Linked DNA regions of Mus musculus: region 2 is linked to region 1. A link is a contact called in public Micro-C data. All regions are on one chromosome and are shown on one strand. Each heading gives the region's core, a stretch centred on a gene start, on an enhancer-like site or on the middle of the called end of the contact. The rest is flanking DNA. Distances are from core to core; before and after follow the strand shown. Region 1 overlaps Slc16a10 (solute carrier family 16 (monocarboxylic acid transporters), member 10). Region 2 has its middle 34 kb from the start of Gm31992.

Region 1 (4,641 bases), core at 868-3,367:
TGCGTCTTGCATTGCTGTCAACACAGACAGCAGAGTTATTCCTGCTCCTTTATAACCTCTCAAAAGCATGGAATCAGTCACACTTCTGGCTTGCATGGCACAAGCACATAACTGCTCAACAAACTGAGTGAGTTCTCTGCATTTTTTTTTTTTTTTTTTTTTTTTTTGGTTTTTCGAGACAGGGTTTCTCTGTGTAGCCCTGGCTGTTCTGGAACTCACTCTGTAGACCAGGCTGGCCTCAAACTCAGAAATCCGCCTGTCTCTGTCTCCCAAATGCTGGGATTAAAGGTGTGTGCCACCATGCCGGGCTGCATTCTTTTAAAAACAAAAGCAAAAAAAAATTATTGAAGACATATATTATATATACACCAAAACCAACTGATTAAAGGTATTTCAACAGAATGAGCCTGGGCCCAGGGAAGCAGAGAAAAGCAGTAACACCGAGGACAGGATGCTAGCACAGCAGCTCTTGCTAGTTAAGATGACTTCAGAAGGACCATTGACAGTTGGCTTCCATCCCTTCTCTCAGCTCCAGGTAGGCCTTGTTCAACACACCTAGGCTGGCAGAGCTGAGGAAAGAGAACAGGGGACACTACAACCCTGCCAGCAGCTTAGCCACAGAGGCCTGGTCTGAAGGCCAGAGTAGCCAGGGTAGTAGGTTACCACAATGAATACAACTAGTAAGTGGGTGACCTTCAGGATAGAGAAATATCCTCTAAGTAAAATGTGCTGATCAGCAAAAGGAGAAAGTAGATATGTATAGGAATCAAAAGCTCCTTTTTGTGTGCTTGCTCTTCTTTTTAAATCTATAATCCCTGGATTGGGGATTTAGCTCAAAGCATTCTCTAGCAAACACAGGCATTGGATTTGGACCCTAGCACACAAAATAAATAAATAAATACATAAATAAATAAACAAACCCACAAAGGAACTAAATCGATCATTTATCATCTACAATTTTGAAATCCTAAACTCAAAAGTTTCTAAAGATGGCTGGTGCTTGAAAACTAGCTCAACGTTTGACAGCTTGTTGCTCGTGCAGGGGCCCTGGGTTCAGGTCCAGCACCTACAGCTACAGAGTTTGAAATCAGCCTGAGCTACATAAAAACAAACAAACACATAAGAAAATGATTATGTATATGATAATAAGTATCCTTTTTTAATCCAAAATCAAAATATGAATAATAATCTGATTTTATTTAAAATTGGTCCCTAAGGCCAGGTTGGTGGCACACGCCTTTAACCCAGAACTCAGGAAGCAGAGGCAGGCGGGTCTCTGAGAGTTCAAGGTCAGCCTGGTCTACATAGTAAATTTCAAGACAACAAGGACTAAATTGAGAGATCCTTTCTCAGAAAACAAACTATACTATAAAACTATTAAAAGACAAAACTATAAAACTAAGCAAATCAAGTTACCAGTTCCAATCTATTCCATAACAAAAAATTCTCTAGGAAGAAGTAAGACAATAATGCTTGTATGACTAAAGGCTATGTCATTTATTCATTCCTACAAAACAGCTTCTGCTTCCTTTTACTATTTTCTATTTTCAATTACTGTCGCTAATAACCAATCACTGACAAATATGAAGCCATCCCGGTGCTATCATTAGAAATCCCACATCAAGTTAAATAAAAATAAAAAAATAAAAAATAAAAATAAGACATAATAGACCAAATGAAAGGTTCTCTACTATCAAAAACCACCGCCTGGGGCTGTGGGCAGCTGGCTTGGCGGTAGGCTCAGAAGTGGAGACAGGTGCCAGGAGCTCGCTCTAGTCTAGGCCGTGAGCTCGATCCCCAGCAGAAAGGAAGAGAAGCCGTGTGCAAGGCTTAACTCAACTTGTTAAAAAGTTAATTCTTTTTCTTTTCTTTTCTTTTCTTCTTTTGAGACAAGGGTTCACTACATAACCCTGGCTGGCCTAAATCTCACTATGTAGACCAGGTTGGCCTCGAACTTGTAGACTGCCTCGGTCTCTGGAGTGCTGAGATTATGGTCCCAAGACACACTTCTGCCATAGTTATCTGCTTTTAATCATTTTCTAACTTTAAGTGTATGGGTGTTTTGTCTGTCTATCCATCTGAGCACCCTGTGCATGCAGTGCCTGCAGAGGCCAGATAAGGAAATGGGCTCCCATGGAACTGGAGTTATGATGGCTGTGAACAGCCACGTAGTTGCTACGGAAGCAACTCTGTCCTCTGCAAGATAACAAGTGCTCTTAACCTCTGAGCCTTCCCATCCCTTGTCCCCTAGCTTTCTATTTTTATAAAATATAAGAGAATTGGAGTTTAGATCTCATCTGTGTATACAACAGAAATACATGTTCAGCTCTCAGAACTGCTGCAGAACACTGTCAAAGCAATTTACTCTCGGAGGAAGGCGAGTACCAGCTGACGTGTGACCACGGTAGGACAAAGCCCTGACTATCTGGGTGGGAGGGAATTGGAGGAGGCAACAACATTCCCTGAACTTTTGGGGGTAATGGAAAGGAGGAGGCAGGGTCTCATGATAGAGGCCTGAATTTGCAATATAGACCAGGCTAACCTGAATTTCCGACATAGATAGGCTAGCCTCAGACTCAAGCTAGCCTGAGTACTAGGGTTGATGGTGTAAACTACCAGGCTTGCTTCATTCCCCTGACCTTTTTACATTAATTTAACAATTATCTTTTGCTTGAATTTAACTAGCTAAGGCAGACCTTGACAATTTTTACTATTTTGCTGTTGCTGCTGCAGTGCTGAAGGTGGGGCCAGAGCCAGGACCTCCCACAAGCTGGGCAAACACTATGGGGCCGGCTCAACCCCATCAATTAACTGTAAACTCCACTTTGTGCTTCTCAAGTCAGGAGACTATAGCAAGAATACATCAAAAGGGCTGGTGAGATGGCTCAGTGGGTAAGAGCACCTGACTGCTCTTCTGAAGGTCAGGAGTTCAAATCCCAGCAACCACATGGTGGCTCACAACCATCGGTAACGAGATCTGACTCCCTCTTCTGGAGTGTCTGAGGACAGCTACAGTGTACTTACATATAATAAATGAATAAATAAATCTTTTTTTTTTAAGTCCTTTAAAAAAAGAAAGAATACATCAAAATTCCAGAGATGCACAAACAATATATTCAGTATTAAAACCTAGTAATTACTAAAAACTGAATGAGAGCCCTAATTGCTTTCACAACTGAGCTAGAGAGAAAGCCTGGCATAGCTTTGCCTGGTGAGAGATGCAGATGCCACTCTTACTCCTTAGCACGATGGGCGCACTCAGGGGAAGATAAACTCCCTGGGACGCTGAGTACAGACACTCTGAAGAGCGTGAGATTTTTATGTTTAGTAAGAGGAATACAGAAGACGGAAACTCTGCTTTGGTCCATATACAGCATTTCAAATCAGTAGCTCCCAAATATGCCCTGCCATGGTGAAACGAAGACTTCTCCACCTCAGTTCCTTAGTTCTGGCTTCTCTACGCCGTTACTGAAGACACGGTGTAACCACAAACATTCAACACACTCAGCAGGGTCCGGGGTAGCGCTTCCCCCACCACTGCAGGCTCTGACAGGCAGTCTCCTGTGTGGAATACTCAGGTGTACTAGAGATGGCCATCCTGAATGACTGCCAAAGCATCAACCGGCATTCCTATGCGGGCAGTACCAGCTGAGGCAGCTGAGGCCTGGAGCTTTGGGGAGGTGACTTTTCCAGTTACATTTGGGGCTTAGTTTGTTTTTGTTGAGATCTGTTTGTTTAATTTGAATATGAAGTCAGTTTTCTGATGGAGCTATCATGACTTGAAGTGGAATTGTCTTCAAAACCATGACTTCTGACGCTTACACAGAAGGCATTCTTGAGGATCTAGATAAAATACAAGGAAATATGTAGAGAACTGTACTGAGGGGAAAGGGCAGGGTGTTTTACTTCATATGAATACAAAACTATGTCCCTAGTTAAACAGATACTCCTAGGTCCAACTTGGTAGATGTGAACACTGTTATCCTGCTGCCCAAACGTAGCCTCCAAAAGCTGACACAGAAGGCTAGTCCAAAATAAGAGATACATGTGTACAGTTCAGATAGGAGAGAAAAAGAGGCAGAAGGACCATTAGACCAGGAGCCTGGATCAGCCTGGACACCACCAGATCCTGGCTCAAAATAAATGAAAACTTAAAATAAGGTAATGCATGGAAGCCTTCTCTTTATGACAAAGGACTATACAAATTACCAGTTAAATAAGCATGGGTAGCTTTAAAATGCCTTCTGTTCGCCAGGCATAGTGATACATGCCTATATTCCCACCACTCAGAAGTCAGAGGCAAACACAGCAAGACCTTGTCTCAAAAAAAAAAAAAAAAAAAAAAAAAAGAAAGAAAGAAAGAAAGAAAGAAAGAAAGAAAGAAAGAAAGAAAGAAAAGAGAAGAAATTGAATCCTTTCACAGATTACTGATTAACTTAGAATAGGTTGAAATTGAGTTCTGTCCTTCACTTTAAGCTTAATTCATAACCCACTTTAATTTAGTCTCAAATCTCCGAAATGTAATAGCTCCAATCATCCCAAATGCTTAAAATGTGACCATTGTTGCCTAAAGTTCCAGGACTGTGGCATAAAGACTGAAAGGCACTGGAACCCTACAGGACTAACAACCAAGCTGAGGAG
Region 2 (4,687 bases), core at 1,144-3,643, 66 kb after region 1:
TTACTAAGACCAGCCTCTTCAGGTTATTATGCCAGCAAACCTGCACCCCCTGGCTACAAGCCCACCCCTTGCTTAACGACCACCAATGCAGAGGGGAACAGAAGTTAAGTTTATGATATGAGTCCCAGCACCAGCCAATTGTGTTAAAGGCCACAGTTAAAGGCCATAGCTTTAGATGCTTGCTCATGGACTCCCTGCTTGCTGCTTCCTATAAAGCCCTGACCCAGTAGACATTCGGGGCTCCCCCACCACCAAAACTGTCCTTCATGACAGTGGTGCGTTGGGGTGGGGGGTTGGGGGTACGGCGAGCTAGCTCAACTAGAATAAAGACCCTGATGTGAGTTGCATCAGATTGGCTCCTGTGTGTGTTTTGGCGGATCACTAACATTTCCCTGGAACAACATTATAACCCTCTCCTGAATCTCTTTTAATCTGGAGAACTATAGGGACTGGAGAGGTGACTCAGCAATTAAGAGCAGTAGCAGCTCTTGCAGAGGCCTTGGTTTCCTTAGCATTTATTTACTTGGTGGCTTATAGTCATCTGTAACTCCTATTCCGGGAATCTGATGCCCTCTTTTGGATGCCACAGGCACCCAGCATTCACGTAACACACAGACATATATGCGGCAAAGCATTCATACACATTAAAATAATAAAATAATAATTAAAAATTTTAAATTAAAGTTCTATAGGATGAAAAATTTTAAAGCATGCAGTACATTTTGAAAATATTTTAAAACCTTTTTCAGCTATATGTAATTCACATGTGTTCCAACCATGCTGTAGAACAGATTATATTACTGTGGATTCCAGATACAACAACATAGAAAAGAGCTTGTATCACAAGGATAACTGGCCAGTATAAATTTTAACAACAAGGAGAAGTCCCTCACAAGTACAGACCTAGCACAGAGCTTTTAAAAACTGCTGACAGGGGTTGTGGGACTATAGACTTAAGAGAAGGCCCATTATGAAGACTTACAGGCCCTAACTCCAACTTTTTGGGAGGCTGAAGTTCAAGGCCAGCATATGTAAAACCACATCTCTGCCTTAAGAGAGGGAGCTGGAGAGGGTAAGATTTGACATAATGGGGGAGAAGAGGCTATTCCAATTACATCAAAGCCAAAATGGCTCAGCGGCTAAGTAAGTGCAGAGACCAGGGAACACACACATACATAGATAGTAAATCATTTGTTTAAAGAAAGTATTATAGAGGGAAGAGTTACACCATGTGTCACAAAGGTTCATCACAGGATTACCGAATGGAAATGGAGTCTGCTTCAAGTTACTAACAGCCAGCCTGCAGGAAAGAGCCTATCACAGTCTTTCCATGATGCCATGAAGATGTGACACCTTCAGCCTTACCCCAGCTGGCCAGATACAACTCCTTGTCTGAAAAACCTGTGTGCGTCAGATTGTTGATGCAGGCAATATTGTTCTGAACAATATTAGGCTCACACAAGAACAGACTGGTTAAGATATATATATGTGTATATATATATATATATATATATATATATATATATATATATATTCTGATACACTTTGGAAGTTATTTATAGGGAGTCTAGAGAGATGGCTCTGTGGTTAAAAGCACTAATTGCGCTTCCAGAGGACCTAGGTTCAATTCTCAGCACCTACATGGTAGCTCATAACTATCTAAAACACCAGTCCTAAGTGATCTGATGTCCTCTTCTGGCTTCTGTGGGCACCAGGCATGCCCACGGATACCAGGCACACACATGGTACAAGCATATATGCAGGCAAAACACTCAAAAATATAAAATAAGAAAAAAGTGATTTGCAGGATCAGGTGTGGTGTATACCTTTAATCCCAGACCTTGGGAGGCAGAGGCAGAGGCAGACCGATCTCTTTGAGTTCAGAGCTGCATAGGGAGTTCTAGGACAGCTAAGCCTACATAGAGACTCTATCTCAAAACAAACAAAACAAAACAAAACAGGAGGGAACCTCCCACACACTCACACACACTTAAATCCTTCTAGGGATAAGAGGGAAAACAAGGTGTATTTCTCTTTCTGAGTCTCACTTAACAATGATCCCCAGTTACATCTATTTTTCTGCAAATGTCATGTGTGGTAGACATGGAAGCCAACCTTGTGAAGGAAAAATGTGGGATGGAGAGAGAGTGCCACAGGCTCCCGAGACTCCTCACAGAGTCCTGATGTGCACTACCCAGCCTTAGATCTAAGATCACTCCCGGAACAACAGTGAGACAGCAAAAAGAAACTGAGGCCAGGGCGGTGGCCACTTCCCCATCTCCCCCCTGTTCCTTCTGAGTAACCGTATCAGGCAGGGCTTTCATTGGGACACAGTGACAGTGCATTAGATACGATCGGCTGAGGATTGATGGGTTTGAGATTGTACATAAGCTTATGCCCTGCTCAGTAAACCCAGATCTGCAGCCTCATGCTAGTCTCCTGAGTCTGGTTTTCCGGCATTTGTCACATGAGTCCATTGACTCTCACCCACCATTCCAGGTCCTGTTCCCAAAGCCATGATTCCTGGTTTTTGTTTGTTTGTTTGTTTTTTGTTTGTTTGTTTTTTTTGCAGATAAACAAAATTCCACCACATATATGTACTGAAGAAAATTATATGTGTGAGTTTCATGTGTATACACTTTCTTTAAGCATTTATTTGTGAGAGAATACAAATAAAAGTTTCCATTTCTTAGTTATGATGACCAGAGTCACAACACCTTGTATGTACAAGTATTTCTAGGATATTTTTGGAGTTCTTCCTATATACACCCAGGAATGGTCTGGATGTAAAGGAGAGTCAAGAGAACTTGAGCTGACCTAGAAAGCCTGGTTCTCTGGTTGTCTCTTCTATCTGAGCACCCAGAAGATTGCAACTGTTAAAAAATGGCTGTGGGCGGGCAGTGGTGGCACATGCCTTTAATCCCAGCACTTGGGAGGCAGAGGCAGGCTGATTTCTGAGTTCAAGGCCAGCCTGGTCTACAAAGTGAGTTCCAGGACACCCAGGGCTATACAGAGAAACCCTGTCTTGAAAACAAACAAACAAAACAAAACAAACAAACAAACAAACAAACAAAAAGGCTGTGGGGAGCAAAGAGCCTATGCAAGGGAGAGTACCCACCCTAGGCAGACGTCTACCTCTGGGCCCCCTCCAATTATCTATTCCAATAAAGTTTACAGCTTTTGTGTTTAGTCTTGTGGCTGGTATGTGTAGAGAGAATCTCTTATAAGCACTACCTGTCAATAAAAAAGCTGACGGCAGAAAATAGGAGGTGGGACAATGGCAGGAAGAGAGGGGATTCTGGGAAATAGTGAGTGACTAAAAGGGAGACTTGCCTGGGGCCATGAGGGAGATGAAGTTAAATAAGAGGCTGCTGAAAGAGAGTTGCTGGAAAATTCGAAGGAGATTAGAGAGAGAGACACTGAGGAGACAGATGCAAAAGAAGCAGCAGACCTGGATTAAAGGAAAGATAACCAGACATAGACTAATTTGAATGGGTTAAATAAGTTATAGCTAGTCAGGGAATGAGCCAAAGTTCATGGCCTAGGCATTTAATAATAATCAGTGTCAGAGTTGTCATTCCAGGAGCAAGAGCTGGGAGGAAAACACTTTTTATTTGTTTACAGGTGCATTTGAGTACAGGGTGCATCTACACCTGTTGCATGCACTAGTCGCTCCTCTAGGTCTGTAACTATTACACTATCTGGGACCCTCAAGAACCCTATTTTTACTCCGTGATCATCCCGGCCACTTGGATTCCAGCCTCAGATCTATAACAGTTACGGTCAAGGTCCCTCCACTTTGACCCTGAGGACCTCAGACCTCTATTGTCACAGTCTGTCAGTGGCTCCTCCCGTCCACCTTCATCTTCTGTCTGAAGGGGTCTTCTTTTCCCATCCCACAAGACAAACTAGGTGGTGCCTGAGCACCTGGTAACATGTGGGCCATATTAGTAGTTCTGGTTTTAGATTTTTAAGGATTATCCATATTGATGTCTATAGTGGTTGCACCAATGAACATTACCAGCTGTGTCTAAGAATTACTCTTTTTCTAAGTATATAAATTGAAGATAAATATATCCTCACCAATATATATTATCCTTTGTTTTCTTTAATTTAAAGAAAAAGATTTATTTTTAACTATGTGTATGTATGAATATCTGTGTTTGAGTGTGTGCATGTGAGTGCAGGTGCCCACAGAGATCAGACCCATTGGATCCTGGGAACTGGAGTTACAGGCGGTTGTGAGCTACCTCCTGTGGGTGTGGGAATCTCTCTAGTCCCTTTTTTTTTTTTTTTTTTTTTTGGTTTTTCGAGACAGGGTTTCTCTGTGTAGCCCTGGCTGTCCTGGAACTCACTCTGTAGACCAGGCTGACCTCGAACTCAGAAATCTGCCTGCCTCTGCCTCCCAAGTTCTGGGATAAAAGGCATGTGACACCACCGCCAGGCTTTATTTGTCTTCTTAATGATGATCAGTCTGTTGTGGAGCTATGATAGGAAGCCTATTTTGGTTGACTGGGGCTTGCTCCAGTGACTTAGTAGAGAACTCTACAAGGGACAGAAAAGCAAGTCACGTTCCCAGAATCAGGTGCCTGAAACCACAGAGCCCCCAACTCCATAATTCTGTGACTATCAATCACTAAGACAATGTCCCAAGCTTCTGTCATTCTGGCTAGACCCCCACCCCCAC

What was found. Hi-C and Micro-C count contacts between places; a contact is called where the count stands out from the background.
Region 2: a contact with region 1 is called in a Micro-C map of the G1E-ER4 cell line, with 2.5 times the contacts expected there. The contact joins two enhancer-like sites. A contact is called at or near these places in 2 of 39 promoter capture datasets (macrophages and pre-B cells), 1 of 15 datasets of contacts at CTCF or cohesin (CD8 T cells), 27 of 484 Hi-C or Micro-C datasets (B cells, CD4 T cells, CD4 single positive thymocytes and 13 more), 9 of 115 datasets of contacts at active chromatin or transcription factors (CD8 T cells, the HPC-7 cell line, T-cell acute lymphoblastic leukemia and 6 more) and 3 of 9 other capture datasets (adipose tissue, liver and pancreatic islet).

What each region holds. Positions count from the first base shown.
Region 1 is chr10:40,129,809-40,134,449 of GRCm38.p6, forward strand. All of the region lies in intron 1 of Slc16a10 (solute carrier family 16 (monocarboxylic acid transporters), member 10), which reads right to left. Among named protein-coding and RNA genes, the nearest start is that of Slc16a10, 10 kb to the right of the region's middle. Within about 2 kb of position 2,118, at least 25 of the 459 cell types and tissues checked have an H3K27ac peak or open chromatin away from gene starts, as enhancers often do. A contact at or near this core is called in the G1E-ER4 cell line, where this site is marked.
Region 2 is chr10:40,195,873-40,200,559 of GRCm38.p6, forward strand. No RefSeq gene overlaps it. Among named protein-coding and RNA genes, the nearest start is that of Gm31992, 34 kb to the left of the region's middle. Within about 2 kb of position 2,394, at least 5 of the 459 cell types and tissues checked have an H3K27ac peak or open chromatin away from gene starts, as enhancers often do. A contact at or near this core is called in the G1E-ER4 cell line, where this site is marked.